Regions from separate parts of the Rattus norvegicus genome. Here region 1 is linked to region 2. A link is a contact called in public Hi-C data. All regions are on one chromosome and are shown on one strand. The core of a region is the stretch at or near the end of the contact, and the rest is flanking DNA. Distances in the headings are between cores, read along the strand shown. Region 1 overlaps Dennd5b (DENN domain containing 5B). Region 2 holds the start of Sinhcaf (SIN3-HDAC complex associated factor).

Region 1 (3,730 bases), core at 849-3,348, 48 kb after region 2:
CACTTAATAAAACTTAAAAAAAAGAAAGATGAGTTTTATTTTATGAGCGTTTTGCCTATATGTATGTAAGTTTACTACGCTGGGTGCCCAAGGGAGTTAGAAGAGCACATCAGATCCTCTGGACTGTAGCGACTGGTGGATGTGAGTCACCGTGTGGGTGCTGGCCACTGAACCCTCTTCTGGAAAAGCAGCCAGTGCTCTTAACTGCTGAGCCATCTCTCCTTGCCAATTTAATTTTAAAATGACTTATTTAAAGTTACTATGTAGAATATTAATTTTGGTCCCTGGTATTTGCTATAAATTTATTTGCACTAACACACACACAAAAGGAGTCGTTTTGGTTTTCATTTGCTATGAGGTGATTTTTTTTTTTTTTTTAAATAGCAGAGATGTACAACAACGTATTTGTTGTACGGTCCTTACAAAAGTCCTTACAGCTTGTGTGGTCATATGCAACTGTTTTGAGCAATCCGCTACTGCTGTGATGTATTTTTCATGTTGATTCAGTTTGTTATAGATCACATGGAAAGTCTTACTTTATCATTTGCAATAGGTAACCCCAAATTCAGTGGGAACATTTTTCTTTTTTATCACACCCTAAAGTGCTCATGATGTTTCTACATATTAAATTTATTCTGTAAGGCTAAGATTTATGACCAGTGGGAAATTTAAAGGAATGGGCTGTGGGTCGGTCAAGCAGCTCCCATGAGGCCCAGCCGTCTGAGCAGATTCTGTACCAAGGCATAAGGCTTACCTCTGAGACAATGCTTGGTGTTTTTAATCAGTTATTTCACTAGTCCATCCAAAGGATATCACGTGGAACAAGCCTTTTTTTTTTTTTTTTTTTTTTTTTTTGGTACTACTACTACTACTTTTCTTTTTTTAAGTACCAGTTTTAAACTCAAGCTGGAACACAACTCTGCCCCACTTTTACAACGATGTAATGCCTAAGAGATTAAGAGCAGTTTGCTGGGCAGGGCACTCAGATCAATCCCCTCACTCAGGAGGTGGAGGGAGGTAGATCTCTGTGAGTTCTAGATAGGTGAGCCTGGTCTACAAATGGAGTTCCAAGGCCAGCCTGGGATACACAATGGGATCCTGTTTCACTAACAACAACAAAATGAATTAACTTAGGTTTCAGTCCTCATTAAGTAGCACAGAGATAGAGTTTCATATCTGTACAGGTGACTGAAGATTCAACAGGAGAAATGATATCGGGTAATAATGTCTGGAAGGGGCTGCACCAATGACCCAACTGTGGAATACTGACTTAAAAGTCCACCACGGGAAGACAACGGTAAAACCCCGGGAAGGACGGCATCTAACTTCTGGATGTTCCCACAGTAGATCTGTCTCTAGAATAGTCTCATTCTAGTATAAACACCTTTATTTTAGGTAAGCAAACCTCTGGGTTACCCAGGTCATCTAGAGACATATTCTGAGCCCTTTCCATGGGTTTGTAAATGTATCTTCAGAGACCCTTCCTTAGTTTTTGATAAAGGGCATGAGGCACTTGATCTATTAGTCTCTTCTTCCAGTAAATAAGGAAAAACAGCACGGCTGGCAAGAGCCCAGGGCCCTGAGATTGCACACGGATCCTGAGAGGCCATGGCTCTGGTTTTCAGCTACAACAGGGAATAAAACCTGGAGCTCTGCTGAGGCAATTTTGCTACTAACAAGGTATCAGTGCTTAATTAAGAGTTCCACAACTTACTTACCAAAAAGATAAAGATTTATGTAGTTGCTAACATATTTACTTAACTTAAAAAATAAATAAGCTACCAAACTAGAAAGGTATAACTTAAAGGCTTCCTGAATTGTCTCTTGTGTCTAATTCACTCCTCAGTCTGAGGCAGTGGCTTTTAACTTCTCTGGGCCATTGCTTTACATTTCCCTGAAACACCCAGAAAGGCTAAGTTCTTTCTCACCGCTTCTGCTATTTGCATTATCATGGTCAACAAATACCTTCACAAAAGCATTCCAAATCACACTGAGACCTCCCTCCTTCTTCCACATTCCTTCCATTTCCTGAGAGGGGGATGGGGCAGACCGAGGGAGTGGCTGGGACCTAACAAAGAATGGACTGGTAGATTAACTCCAGTTACAGAGTTTAGATGGCCGAGTTAATAGAACTGAGTCACACTGTTTCTTGCAGTTGTGGCTATATGACTAATACTAAAATTCATTATCTCAAAAGTTCTGTCAAATAACAGCAATAAAAAACGCCAACAATGAAGCCTCCAGGTTAATCTTTCTAAAGTAAAGAAGTTTTAAGCCCATGCTTCTCAGGGCTTCTGTGTTTGCTTTCCAATTAGCCAAGCTCTTGGGATCTGGTATTTGTGTTCTCTCTCTCTCTCTCTCTCTCTCTCTCTCTCTCTCTCTCTCTCTCTCTCTCTCTTGTGTAGCTCTGTCTGGCCTGCAACTCAGATGCCCCTGCCCCTGCCTCCCCAGTGCTGGGATTGGAGGTGTGAGCCACCAAACCTTGCTGGGGGCCAACTAAAACTTCCCCAAAACTAGAAAAATGACTCATAATTCAAATGTATTAAATGGTTTATAACTTAAAGACCAACGAGGACTGCTGTACATTATGTAAAGCTGTATACATTCACTGCACACAGGATGGGACTCCAGGAGGGATGGCTGCTTCAGAACGAAGCATTCTGGTTCCTCTGTGAGACCTGGAGGGAAAAAGAAGCCTGCCTGGGTTGCACTATTTACACATTTACTGGCTTCTTCCTGACTAGCACCACTTTCCCCGCCCCCAACATTTTTAAGCTACTTATTTTAAGTCACAGGAATATTCAATCTAAGAAAAGTATCTTATTAGAGTAATATTTCTTAAAGATAGCATATTTACACACTTCTAACACATGAAAATACTCTATTTTATACTAAATTTCAGGTTCAAATGAACTACAACACAGCACTTTGCCTTGTCTGCAGAGTGGAGACTGTTCAATCTGGGGCTTCTAGTGCACTGCCCCCGCAGTGCGCGCTATGGTCAGACCGGTCCAGATAGGTCCCCATAACTGAGGAAGCGTCATGAGCCAGGGGTAGATGAAGAGTTTCTGTCGACTGCTTTACACATCCACTCCTTTGATTAGTGATCCTTCCAAGACTATGGTGAAATCCTGAATGGTCTGCAGAATGCGGATAAGGGAATTGACAGTCATGTGGTCTCGAAGGAGTGCATTCTCTTCATACATTCGGGTGATGGCAGGACATTCTGCTAGCAATGGAATCCACTGTGGGAGCAGGTGATCCCTACAGACCAAACAGACACAGCACCTGAGTTCTAACGGATACAGTGTAACTGGCTCCCCCTTGTGTCTTTACTTTTAATCAGCCTACTGAAACAAAACTACAATAAATTAAAAGTTCTACCAGGAGCAGCTGTGGTGGCACATACCTGTTTAGTCCAAACACTTGGGAAGCAGAGGCAGGCAGATCTCTGTGAGTTTGAGGCCAGCCTTGTCTACACAATGAGTTCTAGGCTATTCAGACCTAATAGTGAAACCCTCTCTCAACATAAAGTACAAGTTCCCCAAGAAATGTTCTCCTGGGAGAAGGCTGAAATCTTGAGTACAGCCAGAGGAAGAGCTCTCCCAGAAAGAGACTTACAACTTGTAACTTGAGACCTTGCAGGAGAGATTTGGAGCTTAGACAATGACAGGTGAGGCCACACCTTGGTGGGACTACTTTTGTTTCCTGTTGAATCCTTTCCCCCAAG
Region 2 (4,142 bases), core at 370-2,869:
GCCCGCGCCCCGCCGGCGCCGCCCGAAGGCCGCGCCTCTGCTCCCGGGCCGCTCCGCACGCTCGGCCTGACGTAATTCAAACATGGCAACAGTTCCACTTCAAAGGCGGATGCACGGACCTCCCAGACGCGGCCTCCCGTGACTCGGAGCCCCAGCCACGCGTGCGCCCCGCCGAGCAGCGCTCCGTCGCGCCGCATGGGTGACCCGCAGGCCGAGGCGCCCCCACGGACACAGCCTCGCTGCGCCGCCGCTGAAGTTTCCGAGAGGACCTGAGGGACAAAAGCCGCCCCGCGCCCCGCCCGGCCCGCGTCGCTCGGGCACACGCGGCCCTTTGTTGTCCGGCGGCATCGGCAACGTCGGGGCGACCGGGACCCGCGACCAGGATCCACGCGAGCTCGGGTGTCCTCTGCCGCCGACCCCTGGGGCCAAACTTTTGCGGAGTCCCGGATGAGAAACGCCCAGAGGTCCCCGCCGCTGCGCGTATGCAGCGAGTTGGCGACTTTCGCTGTGCTTTGGAAACTGGCAAGACGCCATCACCAGGAAATCACATTGTCCTGCTCCCGATAGCCCCGACGGCGACCGCAGCCCGGGACTCACTCGGGGCTGGACACTCGGATGCAGCACGGTCGCGGCCCTAAGCACGTGGCTTGTCAGGTGAAGCACACACACAAAAAGAAAAAAAAAAAAAAGAGTTGGGTGCCTCACGCAGCGGACCGCGCCGCAGCCTTCATCCTCAGGGCTTGGTTCCGCAGGACACTGCCACCCCTCCCGTGTCGCCCGCACCCACGCTACAGGTGACCAGACGGACAGCGAACTTTGGGCTGCAGAGACCACTCGGCACCGGCCGAGTGCAAAGACCGCGTGCTGCGCGCTCATTGTCGCAGCCGCGTCCCTGCGGACTTCTCCAACAACGCCACGCCGCGTGCGTCGCGCAACCCCGGCGCTGGCCCTCACCGGCTGCTTTCAGCCTGTGTGGCCGCCGGCTCCAGGCAGTGGCAAGTTAGTTTCCGAGCTCCGGCTTTGTTGTTCACCCGCGTGCAAACCATCGCGAGCGGCGCGGGAGCGCAACACGCGGGTGCACGCGGCGCCCGAGCCCCCGGCCGGAGCCCACACGGGATCTGAGACCCGGACCCTGCTCTCCGGGTCGGCAGAGAACACTACGACTGAGAAAAGTCATTGTCACCTTCAGCGTGGATGCAAGTCCGCCGCTGCTCGTTCGTTTCCACGCTGCACTCACTTTCCCCACACCCTGACTTTCGGTTTACCTCAAATATCCTCCCCAATTAAGAAGCGCATCTCCAACACCTCTGTACAAAAGACTCTGGAGTCCGGAGAGCACGAGGACAGCGCTCCCCGCAATGCCATCTCCAAGACAAAACTTCCTGTGTGTTTGTGTATGGGAAGGACGGAGGAGGCGGGGGAGGTAAAGGGAGGAAAGAAAAAAAATCACAGAAAGCAAAACCTCGGAGACAGTTTTGCACCGGTGTCCAGACTAGAATCACTCACCTTCCACGCGCAGCAGCGTCCCCACGGTGCAAACTGCACCAGGCCAACCCCCTGCAAGCACTCCCTCCGCCAGCGCCGAGTCCAGAAAGATTGTCTCCAGCAGTTCTTCAGTTGCTACCGCGGACGGAGGTATAGATTCCGCTTTCCCTCTGCGCAGGCGCGGCTCCCGGGACCAAATTCTCTTGAATCGAGCTTATTTGCATACGGGCGCGTGCGCGCCGTGGGCTGGGCGGGGAGAGGGCAGGGCGTCCGCGCGCGTCCCCGCGGCCTCTATTGTCCTTTTAAGGGGAGAAGCGGCGAGGCGCGGGAAACGCGGCGGCCCGCAGGGACGGGGGCGGGGCCTGCCTACTACGCAACGTCACGTAAACAAACGCCCGGGGGAAGGAGGCGACGCGGGGGCGTGGCAGGACGCGAAAGGTGTAAAGGTGAGGGTTGTCCTCACCCAACGGCACCCATCGGGACGCTACCGAGCTTGGAAAGTTCTGGAAGCTGCTTTTGCAGCATTCCCGCACCTATGCCCAGTTTCTAGCTTGAGGTGGCAGCGAAAGTTGCCGTGGAAGCGCCCACTTAGTTTGTACTTGTCTCCATCTTTCCTAAATTCTGTTTGAAGGTGAGCTTTAACGTTTTGTCTTTCAGGGCCTGGCTGGGTGAGACTGCTCAACTGGTACTTTCAAGCCTGACCGCCTGAAGGCGAGATCCGACTTCTGCAAACTCACTCCGCACACCAGATGTAAATAAATTTTCATTTCTCCAACAGAGGTTTCGGGTTTTTTGTGGTTTTAATGAGTCGTTTAATAAAGCCCCCATTTTGACGTGGCCCATTCACTAATTCCCACTTGTCCCTCTCAAACATGACCCAACCCATAACTGGGTTTTGTTTTTTTTGTTTTTTTTTTTTCCTTTGCTCACTTGGACTGAGGTTTTCAAGCCTCTGCGAATTTCATGGTGGTAATTACCGTGGGAATGGTGCCACTTTCTGAAAACACACAAATCCTCCAGCCATGAAGAGAGCTCCTCTGCCCTGAAAAACCGCTTGTGAGGGGAGAAAATGGAAGCAAAATACACACCATTCCTTGGGGGATATACAATAATCTAACATCTAAATGTTCCTAAGAAAATTAAAAAGGGATCTAGAAGAAAGGGAGTAATCTAGAGAAAACAAAGAAAAGGGAGGTTCCGGAGAATGAGGAGGGAGGAAGACCCTGAAGTAACTTTTCAGATGAAAAAGTAAGAAATGGAAGTATAGTTGTGATACTCCTTAAGCCCAGCAACACATAACACCTGGTTCAGTGACCCTGAGAGGATGGGTAGGAAAAAGAACGTTTTCCCCCAGAACTTGATACTGGTCCCTTGCTGCAAAGTGTGAAAATCAACTAAAAAAAAACTGACAAGATTCCCTGCTTTTGCTGTAGAGCCAACTATGCAGATTCAAACAAATATTTCTGAAATGCTACTTTAATTTTACAGCTAATTCCTCCAATACAATCCAAACCTACTTCTAAAGACCCCAACTTTTTTAAAAGTTCTACAACACCATTCCTCTGAAGGAGGGGAATAAAGAAACCTGGCAACTCCCACTAAAATGCAACTCTTAAAGGCAAAGATTTTTTCTTATATTTGTGTACAGCCGCCTAAAACAATGCCCGACACTTGATAGATTCTTAGTACCTACTTGTAAAATATTCAATTTTTTTAAATCTACTATTGACTTGTTTCAAGTTAAAATACCTTACAGTTTTTGCATTTGACCTAAAAGGAGTTTGGGGGTTATCGTGATCTTTAATTGCCATCTTTGTCCCTAGGTAATAAAATCTGACAGCTTTAAAAAGTGTTTCCAGCCTGACTGTGGTTGTGTACATCTTTAACCCCTACACTTTGGAAGCAGTCACAGGCAGATCTCTTTGGGTTCTTGGCAAGCCTGATCTACAGTGTGAGTTCTAGCACAGCCAAGGCTACCCTGTCTTGAAAAAAACAAAAAATAAAAGTAAACAAAACTTTCCAAACTTCCATTGCTGACAAACAGCACTGGGCATACATTTCTGATTTGTGCTTTATGTTTCACCGTGTGTGTGTGTGTGTGTGTGTGTGTGTGTATGTCTGTGTGTGTGTGTGTGTGTGTCTGTGTGTGTCTGTGTGCATGTGTGTCTGTGTGCCTCTGTGTCTGTGTGTGTGTGATTTAGTGTGTGTGCGCGTGCGTGCGTGCATACGTGGGTGCATGCATATGTGTTTGTTTGTTTGAATATAGAGATTAGTTCTCTCCTTTGACTTTGTCTTGTAGCCTAAGAGGTTGAATACCAGTTGTTAGGTCAAAAGCATTTTTTTACATTGAGCCATCTCTCTTGAAGAAATGTTAGAATTTATGAGTTTTGACCGAGTCACCAAAACTAGTTTTAAATTATCAAATGCCTTGAAAGTATAAAAAACTGCAAATATCAGGGCTGGAGAGATAGCTCAATATTTAAAAACACTTTCTGATCTTCTGGAAGTGCCAGGCAAAATACCATGTACACAAAATAAAAATCTTTTTTTAAAAATTGCAAGTATAATATTTTTATTTTTTTCTTTTATTTAAAAGAAATACATCTGGCAGGTGTGGTAGTGCAGGCCTCCAACCCCAGCACTCAGGATTCAGGGCA

The links. Hi-C and Micro-C count contacts between places; a contact is called where the count stands out from the background.
Region 1: a contact with region 2 is called in a Hi-C map of the A7r5 cell line, with 2.8 times the contacts expected there. The contact joins the enhancer-like site here to the promoter of Sinhcaf in region 2. A contact is called at or near these places in 2 of 12 Hi-C or Micro-C datasets (the A7r5 cell line and Schwann cells).

Annotation. Positions count from the first base shown.
Region 1 is chr4:183,690,148-183,693,877 of GRCr8, forward strand. It overlaps Dennd5b (DENN domain containing 5B), which reads right to left. Exons shown (of 22, transcript XM_039108925.2): 22 at 1-3,264. The coding sequence ends at 3,081. Among named protein-coding and RNA genes, the nearest start is that of Sinhcaf, 47 kb to the left of the region's middle. Within about 2 kb of position 2,099, at least 12 of the 93 cell types and tissues checked have an H3K27ac peak or open chromatin away from gene starts, as enhancers often do. A contact at or near this core is called in the A7r5 cell line, where this site is marked.
Region 2 is chr4:183,643,009-183,647,150 of GRCr8, forward strand. Sinhcaf (SIN3-HDAC complex associated factor) reads right to left here and starts at 1,620. Exons shown (of 6, transcript NM_001134712.1): 1 at 1,507-1,620. LOC134486897 reads left to right here and starts at 483. Exons shown (of 3, transcript XM_063287016.1): 1 at 483-625; 2 at 661-1,931; 3 at 2,143-2,260. The coding sequence starts at 483. The coding sequence ends at 2,186.